2 separate regions of the Mus musculus genome follow, and region 1 is linked to region 2. A link is a contact called in public HiCAR-type data. All regions are on one chromosome and are shown on one strand. Each heading gives the region's core, a stretch centred on a gene start, on an enhancer-like site or on the middle of the called end of the contact. The rest is flanking DNA. Distances are from core to core; before and after follow the strand shown.

What was found. HiCAR-type assays count read pairs that join an accessible place to other places.
Region 1: a contact with region 2 is called in a HiCAR-type map of fibro-adipogenic progenitors, with 4 times the contacts expected there. The contact joins two enhancer-like sites. A contact is called at or near these places in 1 of 484 Hi-C or Micro-C datasets (bone marrow-derived macrophages) and 1 of 115 datasets of contacts at active chromatin or transcription factors (fibro-adipogenic progenitors).

Annotation. Positions count from the first base shown.
Region 1 is chr16:25,223,573-25,229,792 of GRCm38.p6, reverse strand. No RefSeq gene overlaps it. Among named protein-coding and RNA genes, the nearest start is that of Gm32196, 49 kb to the right of the region's middle. Within about 2 kb of position 4,777, at least 12 of the 459 cell types and tissues checked have an H3K27ac peak or open chromatin away from gene starts, as enhancers often do. A contact at or near this core is called in fibro-adipogenic progenitors, where this site is marked.
Region 2 is chr16:24,331,013-24,337,672 of GRCm38.p6, reverse strand. No RefSeq gene overlaps it. Among named protein-coding and RNA genes, the nearest start is that of Gm38456, 38 kb to the right of the region's middle. Within about 2 kb of position 3,047, at least 14 of the 459 cell types and tissues checked have an H3K27ac peak or open chromatin away from gene starts, as enhancers often do. A contact at or near this core is called in fibro-adipogenic progenitors, where this site is marked.

The sequences.
Region 1 (6,220 bases), core at 3,528-6,027, 890 kb before region 2:
CCTCCCTCAAGGTTTAAAGATCTGACCGAAAGAGAAGATTGTGAAGTGAGCAGTGGTGGCAGATCACTGTAAGAAACAGTGTCTTCCAGACACATCAGGACAGATATGTTGCAGTTGCCAACTAACTTCTACACAAATAGGCCCTGAGGCAGCACCACATTCCTCACTACCCACCCCTATGTTCTGGGTTCCCGAATGAAAGTCTCTCTCTCTCTCTCTCTCTCTCTCTCTCTCTCTCTCCCTCTCCCTCTCCCTCTCCCTCTCCCTCTCCCTCTCCCTCTCCCTCTCCCTCTCCCTCTCCCTCTCCCTCTCCCTCTCCCTCTCCCTCTCCCTCTCCCTCTCCCTCTCCCTCTCTCTCTCTCTCTCTCTCTCTCTCTCTCTCTCTCACACACACACAACTTCTATTTTAGTACACCTTTAACAGCATAATGGAAGGGACACTCCAAACCTCCAAGCGGCTAGCACACTCTCCCCTCCAATATACCTGACTTATTACTTACTCAAACCTATGTTCCATCCTCGCCACCCCAGACCCATGCCGCAACCCTCAAGGGGCACAGTCTCTGACTCTTTCATGTGGCAGTGTCACTATCCTGTAATTCTCAGGCCTAGTCCTTCTCCTTTTCCCATCATGGGGATTCTAAATCCTTCTCTCTCTCCCCTTGCCCACAAATCTTTTTTTTTAATTTCTTTTTTTATTAGGTATTTATTTCATTTACATTTCCAATGCTATCCCAAAAGTCCCCCACATGCTCCTCCACCCACTCCCCCACCTACTCACTCCCACTTCTTGGCCCTGGTGTTCCCCTGTACTGAGGCAGATAAAGTTTGCATGACCAATGGGCCTCTCTTTCCACTGATGGCCGACTAGGCCATCTTCTGATACATATGGAGCTAGAGACACGAGCTCTGGGGAGTACTGGGTAGTTCATATTGTTGTTCTACCTATAGGGTTGCAGATCCACCAAGCCATTAGAAACCAGCAACTTTATTTACCAGTCAGAACCAACTGGGGACAGGAACCCTCAGCATCTTATATGTGGATACTCCTGCAATTTTGGAAACCCAATTAGCATATTAGAAGCATTGGACCAAATCTACAACACTAATGCACATATGAACTCACAGAACCTATACTGGCACACACAAACCCTACACAGGTTCAAACAAGACAATATCCCAGCACTGAGAGGAGGAACTAGACACAAAATCCCACCCTTAACCCAGAAGTTAGTTGAAATTGAAGCCTGCTGAGGAAGGGAAAATCATTTTTGTTTTCTCCAAGGGATTGTCTCAACCACACTTGAGGGCAGGCCCATGCCCAGGACTAGTTGGCTAACCTCAAACCAGCTGCATGGTGTGGAGAGAGGAGAGGAAGGGAGGGAAGAATTGGAGGAGGAAAGGGGTGAGGAAGAGACTGTGTGTGTGTGTGTGTGTGTGTGTGTGTGTGTGTGTGTACACAACATTACTTAAAGTTCCATGAGAACCTAGGTTTGAGCTTCACCACTAGGCAGAAAATAATCAAAACTGTCCATGGAGCTTTGTAGAAGAATGATCAGATGAGCTACCTGTTAGAATTTGGGGGAAATCTCTCCTTAGCAAGTGTTGCTGGAAAAACCACACACACACACACACACACACACAAACACACACACACACTTAAAACTAAATCCCCTTCTTCCTCTCTGTTCAAAAATCAAAGGAGAGCAAATGCCAAAATCTTGGCTCTTAACCTTAGAACCCCCTGAACAAAGCAAGAGAGACCCCCTGGGAGACTTTCTGAGTGTGTCCCCAATAGCTCAAAAAGGGAATTACATCAAATTACAAGTCTTCTGCTCAGGGATGGAATCAACACAATGAGGAGTCAGTCTGCAGAAGGAGAAAAATATTTACCAGCTCTTCATCCAAGAGACGATGAATATCCAGAATATATTTAGAAACTTAAACCCCAAAAGAACAAGCAATCCAATTAAAGATATGGGTAATTTAACACAAAGGAGAAAGAGGGGGGGAGAAGGAGAAGGAAAGGAGGAGGAAGAACAAGAAGGAAGAGGAGGAGAAGCAGCAGCAGCAGCAGCACAAATAGCTAATAATTGTACAAAAAATAAAATCTTCAGTCAGAAGAGAATCGCAACTCAATTCACAATGAGATTCTTTCTCAAACATAGTCCAAATGTCTATCAAGAATACAAAAACTTGGGTTGGGGATTTAACTCAGTGGTAGAGCACTTGCCTAGCAAGCACAAGGCCCTGGGTTCAGTCCTCAGCTCTGAAAGAAAAAGAATACAAAAACAAAAATATTAATATTGAAGAGGATGTGAGACAAGGGAGCCCTTATAAACCAATAGTGGAAATTTAAGTTAAACAGGAACTATGGAAATTAGAATAGAGATTCCTCAAAAACTAAAATATAGAACTATATTATAATCCAGCCATGACACTCCTTGGAATCAATGCCATCATACAATGGAGATATCTGCACAGGCAACACTCTTCTCAATAACCAAGACTGTGAATCACCCTCTGTATCAATCAACAGGTGAGTGGATGAAGAAAATGGGATGTATATATATATAAATCTCATGACAATCCCAGAAAATGAGGGGTGTGAACTGTAGGTCATTATGCTATACAAAATAATCTAGGCTCAAAATATAATTATATATTATTCCTTTAATATGCAGGATCTACAGGGAGAACGAGTTAAAAGAGAAGAAGAAGGGATGGAAAAAAGGGGTAGACCAAAGTATATAACATACATGATGAAAATAGTGAACCTATTATTCTATAAAATTAATATCGGATAAAATAATAAATATGGAAAAGATAATCTACTGTGGTGAATCCTCACATAATTTACATTCTTAATTAAGCTAAGATCAAGGATAAAAACTTAAATAGCCTTTGTTGACTGTGCACTACCCACCAAGTGGTATAATATTTATCTTCAATACAAAACCTGGGAGGTAGACATAATTCTCATCTTTCAGAGGAACAAGAGACTTTATCTACCAATTCATTTAATAAGTCAGCATACTAGTATATTAAGCACTTTGACTGTGCTACCACAGAGAGTGTCTCTTATGTGCTATCACAGGGGGTATTATTTAGCCTTCTAGCTAGCTTTTCTATATTATTATTATTATTGTTGTTGTTGTTGTTGTTGTTGTTGTTATCTTCTCCAAAGCCTAGGAACTGTGATGAGCCATTATCATTCCCAGCTTGAGGACATAATAGTGTATGAGAAGAGTGAAGCTGGCACAATGCATATTAGAATGACAAGACAGATACCAGGCCCTCAAGATGTCCCTATATCTGTTCCTTTCCCAAGGTACATATATATATATACATATACATATACATATACATATACATATACATATACATATACATATACACATACACATACACATACACATACACATACACATACACATACACATACACACACACACACACACACACACACACACACACACACACATACACATACATATACATATACATATGCTGCTTTTCTTTGGATTTGTTGTTGTTGTTGTTGTTGCTTTGATAAACACCATGACCAAAAACCACCTGAGAAGGAACGTGTTCATTTCATCTTACAGATTAGTCCATTGCTGAGGGATTTCAAGGCAAGAACTCAAAGCAGGAAGCTACAACAGATTCCACAGAGGAACGCTCCTCACTGGCCCTGCTCCCAGGCTAGCATTTTTTCTCTCCAATAACTCAAGTCTATATCCAGTTGACAGCTAACGCAAACTAGGAACCGTACCCCTTGACAATTTGATACACCAACATCAACATATCACCTTAAGCTATAACCTTTTCTTTCTTGTTAGTCTTCAAGAACTTACGTGACTATCATAACTTAAATAAGTACATTAAAAGTCCCACACTCTTGACAAACCGGTAACGCCTACAAACTACAACAATGGCCAGAATAAAAAGCAAGATATCCCAAAAGATACAATAGTAGAACTTATACCTTGGGGGTAATTCAAACGCCTCAGACTCGGACTTAAGGCCTAACTAGAAGGCAATTCATGCCTAACACTGTAAACTTAGGCAACCAGCCATAGATGATAAGGCCATGGAACCTAAAACACCTGCTGTTACCATTCCCCTAAACCAGTAAACTTTCTCACTGCAGTCTAAATAACATATTCACTTAACTTACTTTTACCTTATACACCCAGATAAGTATTGTTTTCACCCAACATCAATGAGATCACTACAGAAAAGCCACTACCGGCCAGAGATGCTTCTCACTCCTGACTAATACATTACATCATAACCCTTCCATCTAACACTTAGGACACATCACAGAAGAAACGCAAGGAGATAGTAAGACTACTGCTATCTGCTGTAGGACTACTAAGACTACTGTGACATAATCTCTTCTAAAAAGAAAAAAAAGAAAAAGAAAAGGAAAAAGAAAAAAAGAGGGGGAGCACAAAGTGAGAGGGCAGGGGGAGGGGCTCCTCTGGGAAGAGTTGAGGAGAGGACTGAGGAGGTAAATAGGGTGAAGATATAGATATATTCTATGAGATTTCCGAAGAATTATTTCAAAAATAACATACTTTTGCTAGTTCAGTGTCTCTTTAAAGTGCTTTAACTGTGACTCCTGTAAAACCAAAAAGAAATTAAATACTTTCTTTTCCAAGAAAGGAGGAGAAGCAGGGCATAATTACAATCAGATCAACATAAAACAGAAGTCCAGTAAGTCACTCTGTGTCACATCTGGGACTCACTCATGACCTAGTTTCAAAAGGCTTGGTAGCTCAGCTCTGCCAGCCATAGCTGTCTAAGAGTCTCAGGCCATCTCTTTAAAACAGCAGCCACTCCTCTTGGTGGATGTCCTATGGTTCTCACTCCAGAATTCTGGGCTCCTCACTAAAAATGATACTTTTACCAATTCCCTTTCCTCTTCTTTCTTCAGAACTTGTCACATGCCAAATGTCAGCCACTCTCCATATCCCTCCTTGGTCTTGCATCACTTGTGCCTTCAAAACGAGTGCTAGATGGGTGATCCTTATACAGAATTAAGTTCAGCTTCCAACTTTAGATGTAGAAAGAGCCCCACATCCATAGCCATTACTAGTACAGCAACTACTGTACACTAACCCTGTGGAAATACTTCCCGAAAGATTTCACCTCAATGATGCTAATCTCTTGTTAATCCTGATTTCTCATCCCCAGATGAGCAGCATCAGTTGTCCAGGAAAGAGATTTTATTCCTAGGTTCTAGTCTCTTGTCAGTCACAGATGATTCTCCAGCCCCTGCTGACCAAACACCAGATTAATTCAAATATATCACACAAAGATCCTCAACAGAGACTTTTCTTCCCTCTCAAACTTGAGGAGCCGGGCCTTCGTCATCTTGATTTCTCTGAGCATTCTTATAGTTAAGTTCCCATGCAACAGCCTAGTAAGGTCTAAGCACTCAACATCTTTTTCAGCTCAGATCTCCAAATGGTTCTACAGTGCTACCCCCAAAGCAGGTTCATCGCAGCCACAGGCTTCTCTCTCGGTACCACTGTAATAAAGCACTGAGCAAAAGCATTTTAGGAATCAATGGGTTTATTTCATTGTGAAGGTTTCAGTCCTTTGTTGATGTAAGTCAGCAATGAAACTAAAGCAAGGCTTTGTTTATTGCTGTAAAACAGAAACCACCGAGTGAGGAATTCTGCTTACTATCGGGCTGTTGCGTTTGTGTTCAGCTATCTTTCTTGTATCACCAGGATTTACCTGCCCAGTGATGGCACTGTACACAGTGATCTGGCCCTCCTACAGCAATTGGCAATCAAGAAAAATGCCCCTGGTCACGCATAGCACTCAATATGATTGAGGCAATCCTCCAGTTGAGAGTCCCTCGGATAAGTAAGCATCCTTTTAAAATGATCTCTATTTTATATCAAGTTTGTGGGGTTTTTGGTATTTATTGATGTTGTATTCCTAGCAATCTGTTACTGTGTTATGTTTTATAGATATAAAGATAAAAAGTTATGCATTCCTGCATTGCGTTATCTTAGAGGTATTTCATAAGGGCACAAGTATAGACACAGCGCATTACAACAGGAATAACTGTTAACAATATAAGGTAGAGACTGGAAGATTTGCATTGGCATCATGCAAACATTCCTTTTCCTTATTGATTCTCTTCTGCACTGGCCTTATCAGTGAGACTCTCCCTGGTTTCTTTCTTGAGCTAGTTTCC
Region 2 (6,660 bases), core at 1,798-4,297:
GTGCTTGCTGCAAATGCATACTGATGTCCCTCCACCCCCACCCCTGCCACCATGTTCAAGTCCTTGGAAATATCTAAATGTGGAAAGAGAGAACTAACTCCACAGAGCTGGCCTATGCCCTCTACACACACACACACACACACACACACACACACACACTGAAAGATTCAATTTTTTAAAAGCTTGTTTCTTTCTTCCTTTCTTTCAGTGTGTGTGTGTGTGTGTGTGTGTGTGTGTGTGTGTTTCGAGATAAAAGCTTGTTTCAATGTATAATATCTCTATATGGCTAGTTTTTCCCCTGCCCTACCTCACTCTGCAACAATATTCCTTTATAGTAAAGGAAATAATATCTTTGATTTATAAATAAGAGAAACTCAGCCTCAAGGTGTCATCGGGTGGCTAGAGCATAAACTCCACCTTACATTGTGTGTAGGGGGCCGTTTTCTTATTTGCTGTCAACATCCTCTCTAACTAAATATAAGTGCTCGAGAAGAGTGGTTACACACAGTGACAGGCACCAGCGTCTCTGGAATCATTAGGAATCACTGAACTGCAAAATATCGCTGTTCAAAAGTCCTGCTTTCTCCTGTGGGGTGTTTTTCATATCTTATTTTGAAAGCTGAATGTAAATGAGCCCCAGGGACCTCCTCTCACCTGTCCGTGCTCTCTGCGTGATAGTACAGCAGTATCTATTTATTTCAGTCTATTAACAAACACACATCCCAGTTTAGATACATACAAATCACTTGTGTTTGGGGGAGTTAAGGCTGTTTGAAGGTAAAAAACAAAACCCTCTTTAATTGTAGATCTAATGATTTTGCCTTTCTCTAATTATTTTTGACTTGTTACAGTGTGTTCAGTGCCAGATACTCCAGACTAGAAATGGAGAATTCGATTCATTGTGAACTCTTGTGTCTGGACTGCTTCCGATGACCTTGGTAAAAGTGGGCTCTTCCTCCTTTTCTGGACCCATATAACTGAATTGGTAAGGATCTGGGTAAGAGATTAGGTGAGGTTTTTTTTTTTTTTTTTTTTTTTTAAGACACAAATATATGGCGGCTGGAAAGAGCCCTGAAAAACAAGGCACATGTACTGTACTTTGTGTCCCAGCAGGTGCCTAAACGCCGAGAGCTCTTACGAAAAACTAGTTTGGCTGCTATTGTTTGTGTCTCTATGACTGTTGCACTACCTATGACTGAAGCTAACAGTTGTCCCACCTGTACCCTATTAAAGTGCATCATAATCATGTTTAAAGTTAATTAATTCAGCACGAACTGATTAAGCACCCACCTTGCATCACACACACACACACACACACACACACACACACACACACATTTACAGGGATGCATGGCCAGATAAGAAACCTTACACACTCCAGTCAAGTTAAGGAAAGGTAGGCGTGCAAACAGATGTAAGCAGGGTCCTTGTTGATTTGTTCAATTCAACAGCGGATGCTTTGGAGGGGTGCTCTAGCAAGATCTTTGTGAGCCCGACCCTGGAGTCTGCTCTCCAGTGCCCAGATGAAGAAACAGAAGATTGAACTTTAACTGCATAGTCAGGCCCAGCCAGTGATGTTTTAGTATCTGAGCTCTGGCGTTAGGAAAGAACCAGCGTGTATTGAGGATGCAGGGAAAGAGGATATGCACTTCTTTCTCAGGCCCCAGCCACATCATCTGTTGCTTGGTTTTTCAGCACACTGATCATGCTTGACAGCCACTTACCACTAGTAGGTCTCCAGAACTGACTGCCAAGTTGGAAGTATAAAGCAACTTTCTGAAAGAATATGCAGGTGAGAAGGAAGATCATATGAGACTTAAGGCTGGAGAGGCTGTCACAGGGAGCAGCCATTGCTGTCCTTCCTGCAAGGAACTAACCTGAGCACCTAGAATCATGAAAGCAGTGACTAAGCAAAGGGTAGTGTATTATGTCAAGAACTGCTTCCTGAAGCATTTTTAAAATGAGGTTAATTATCATCATAAATAGCTAGAATATTGGGGTTATGCCAGACTAATAATGTAGTTATGATAACATGCTAATAAGTTGAGAAAAATTTAGCTGATTGGTCCATAGGTTTAGTATGGAGAACTCATAGTAGGATGTCAGAGTGGGCTGGCCAACCCTAGCAAGATGGCCACCCAAGAGACTTCTGTTTTCTATGTAGTGGAAGTGAGGCCTGAGGGTCAGGCAGCTGCTCAAGGGGCCATGATTGTGCCTTCGCTGGAATCTTTCCCAGGCTCCTCGGTTTTGATTCAGTCCTATTATTTTGGAGTTGTGAGACTCAGAAAAGGTCACAAACCTTGAAGAAAGCTCATCAATGGAATAAGAGGATGGCATCTCCATCATATCCTTCACAGCATCTTAAGAGGGTCAAATTTGAAAGTGCTAACAAAATGTTCTATAGAGCACCAGCATCTCTTTCCTTGCTGGCTACAGTTGCCAGGTGACCAGCTGCATTATGGTCCCTTTGCCACAGCTCAAGCCTCTAGCTTCACGTTGCATTTTGTCCACCATGAGGAACTTTGCTTGCGCACACTCTGAGCCCAAACAAATCCTCCTGTCCTTAAGCTGCATGTGTCAAGTATTTTGTTGCAGAAATGGAGTAGGCTGTTGCTGTGACAGACCTGGTTATGTGCTTTGTAGGTCTTTGCAGAAAAATATGGAGCACATCGGAGAGGCAGGCTAGAGAAACCTTAGAATTCTGAAAACAAACTTAATCAGACATTCTGGTGGGAAGAGCAGCATATGGAGAGAGATGTGTGCAGCAGAGTCCTGGCTCATGACGGGTCAGCTGGAACAAGGACTGAGTTAGACTTTGAGCTTTTGAACAACATTAGAAATGCTATGGTTTTGAAAGCTCTTACAAATGAATTAAACACATTTCCTATTATGAGAGATCCAGGAGCTTTTGGGGAATCTAATAATTGTAGAAAGTGGGCTTTTATGTCACCTAGACTGGATTTAGATTTACCTAGAAGACATGTGTCTGCATGTGTCTAAGGGGGGATTTCCAGAGAGGGTTAACTGAGGAAGGAGTGTGGGCAGTTCCATTCCATGGACTTGGGTCACAGAATGACTAACAAGGAGAAAGAGAAAGCAGTGCTTGGCTGAGTTGTGAGCTCTGATGCTCAAGCCAAGATCTGTGTATTTAGCACATACTCGGGTTTCCACGTAAGTCCTTCATTAAAGTTTGGATAAGCTCAAACATCCCAATAGAAAACTGGTATGAAGGCTAAGAATATTTGGCAGTTATAAAAACCCAGGAGTGTCTTCATTGACCTGAAAATCCAAATTGTAGGCAGGCCTGATTCGTGTTCTCACAGCGGGAAGAATTGTTGACTTTTTCTTTTTTTTCTTTTTTTTTTTTTAACAGTTTTTAGAAGTTGTCTACTATTTTATATTTCCGTTCTAATTCCACTGTAAGCTCAAGTCACATTTACTCCTGACCTCAGACTATATACCAGGCATGAAGAAGAGTGAAGTGGGCAGAGTCTTGTGAGATAGATGAGGTGTCACACAAATAATTATCCTCCCAGGTATGCCATAGAGAGGAAAGCAGTAGCTTTTGTCTGTGTGGTAGGTGAGAGAAGTGATGTCTACCTAGGAGGCCAGGGAATGACTCATGAAGCCGCTCCCTCAGCCTTCGGAGTTTTAGGCACAGTCTCCTTGATAAGGGAATCTTCTAGATCTTAAGGACCAGGGCAGACCATTTCTTTGAAAACCTTTCGTTATGTAAACCAGATTGCAAGGCCCAAGCTCTCTGTGGCTAGGTCTAAGACTCTCAACCTCCTGGCGTCCCAGTGAATAGCCCTTAGGCAAACCCCATAGACTCTGTTTCTCATCTGGAAAATAGGAGTCATAATATTTACTTCAAGGGTAATGTTGCAATATTTAATTGATGTTTGCAAAACCTTCTGAGATCTACAGATGAAAGGCCCCTGAGAAACACCACACAGTTATTAAAGAGAAGTTAGTGCCTTTGTCAGTTCTCAACAGTAATACATTTCCTCAATATAGGCCCTCTTAGGAGACTACTGGGGTGCACTTCCAGATATGAATAGGAAGAAATATGTTTGCTTAGTTTTCTCATCCTCTCTAGTACTTCAGCATCATCCTAGACAGTTCTATCTTCTTCTTTTGTTTTGTTTTTCCATTTTTGAGGCAACAGACTTGCTTTCTTACTTACTGAGAGTTCCCTGCAGCAGGCTGTGAGTGAGGAGACATCCGTCCCTGTGTATTCAGATATCCACAGAAGACACATATCTTCTAGCAAGCTTCTCGAGTTCAGATATTCACTACTTCCTGCTTTTTGAACTAAGGTAGAAACATCATGCTCATCTGGGATACCAGTGACATCTTCATTGCTTGCAAAACACAGATCTATTGTGTTCAAAACATGGACTTTGGTACTCTTCATGTCTCCGTTCTAGAAAATTGATGGATTCTTTTGTCTGTGATTCTTTAGTCAGGAGAAGGAGACTCCATCTTGTTGATTTTGTTTCCTTCTGCTTTGGTGACTTCTTTTTTTTTTTTTTTACAAGTTAAAATCAGGCTTATTTTATTTTGCTTTTTGTGGTTCCTAGTTGGCCCAGGGCCTTGCCAGTATTAGGCAAGTGCTGTATCACTGAGATGCACTTCCAGCCCCCCTTTAACTTTTAACTGGAGACAATCTTGCTAAATTGCCAAGCTGGCCTTGAACTTGCAGTCGTCTTGCCTCAGCCTCCTGAGTTCTATCTAGGGTTACAGTCCTGTGCCACAGCGCCTTTTTGATCAGGTTACTTTACACAAAGGTCAAGCAATCCTTTTCTGGATTCTTAGCACTGCAGGTAGGATAAATGTAGGCAAAAGAAGAAATGTTAAAGCCAACTCCAAGGAGAAAGAATAGAACCAAGTTTCTAACTACTGAAAGGAGAACCAGCTACAACAAAGAGATGGGGCAGTATGCGAGCTCAAAGACTATGCACCTCCGGCAGAACAAGCTGTGCTATCTTAAGGTTGTCTCCTGCTGTATGCCCTCATGGCTCTGTTCCTTGTCATCTTCAGTTTGAACCCAGACCAACAGAGCAGCCAAACTTTTGTATGCTGACTAGCAAGGGTCAGGGTACATAAGCCTCAAACATAGTGGAACACCTCAACTTGGTGACTTCTTTTGAGGTTTCCTTTCTATAGATGGTTCGAGAATAAAAATGAGGATTACTTATATTTGTGTTAATTTTCTCAAGCAGTTATCTTGAGAATAATAGGGTCATATATATGAGAATGCTTTGCAAACCATTTAGGGTGCATAGGCACAGTTGGAGGGCAGTGGATTATCAGACACACAATGTCAAAAACAAACCAATTAGTACAGACAATGATGTAGATAAGTATGGAGAGAAAATTAATGTTAGGGTATTGGCACTCCTCCTCTGTTTTCAAGTTACTGCAAAAATGTCATTTGCAAGCTTCTGTCTGCTGATCATCTGGCCTGTGAGCACCTGCAGCAAAGGGGAATTCACTACCGCCCATGCAATCTACGCTATCATTTTGAAGCTCCTTATTGATTCAAAAATCTCTTGTCACAGTGGATCAGCTTCCACCACTGGCTTGTGATTCTTGCCCCCCCTTTTTTGCTATTTGCCTGTCACATATTCCCACTTTACTGTGTCTCTAGGTTTCTCATGATTCCAGAGGTATTATCAATGCTTTGTCCAACGACGGGCCAAGCAGCGGCAGCAGAGTGGTGGGAAGTGCTGGGTGCCTGTGTTCTCAAGGATACAAGGAACAGTGCGACTAGGATATGTTTTATCGCCGAGATGAGAGTCAGCTATTTCAGCACCCAGTGCTGCCAGCACCTCAGACACAGCTGGAATGGAGACGTGCAGTGAACGCTTTGCCGTTTGTCAGAGGAGTCTTTTTATCTCTCCACATCACTGTAGCTCTGAAATCAATGCTTTAACAGTCATGCATATGAAGCAGCACTGCAAAGACCACGTAACTTTCAGCTACTCCTTCTACTCTTCGATGTATGGAATCCCACTGCGCCTCAGACTTCAGATGGCCTTGACACCGATTGGAATGTGGGTGTGAGTGGGTGCTGCCCTCACACTTTTATTTGCAGCTCTTTCTTGTACCCAACCACCAAGTTACAAAACATTTAGCCTGAAACACCAGCAGTAGATGTCTCAAGGCATCAACATGTGCTTCTAGGGGCTGGAGAGATGGCTCAGTAGTTAAGATCATTTACAGTTCTGCATAAGACCTAGGTTTGGTTTCCAGTATCCACATGGTGTTTCACAACCACCCCTGACTCCAGTTCCAGGGAATCCAATGACCTCTGCTGACCTCAGTGAGCACCAGGTATACCAGTGGAGCATATGCATACATACAATTAAAGGACTCATAAACATAAAATAAATAAACAACGGACATGTGGCTGTGTCTGAGTCATGGGTCCAAATGAGAGAGACCCTGGGAGATTAGCCAGTACAGTGCAGCACCTGATAACTGATCTCCTCCAGAGCATCACAACTTGGCTTGGTTAGTATTTGCCCAGATGTGACAATATATCCGCCACATGTTTTCATCTTCTCACACAGAATCATTCACCTACTTCTCCCCTCTATGCTATAAAACAGGTATTAATAGGTGTACACATCCCAATCAAGCAATTCAGACTGG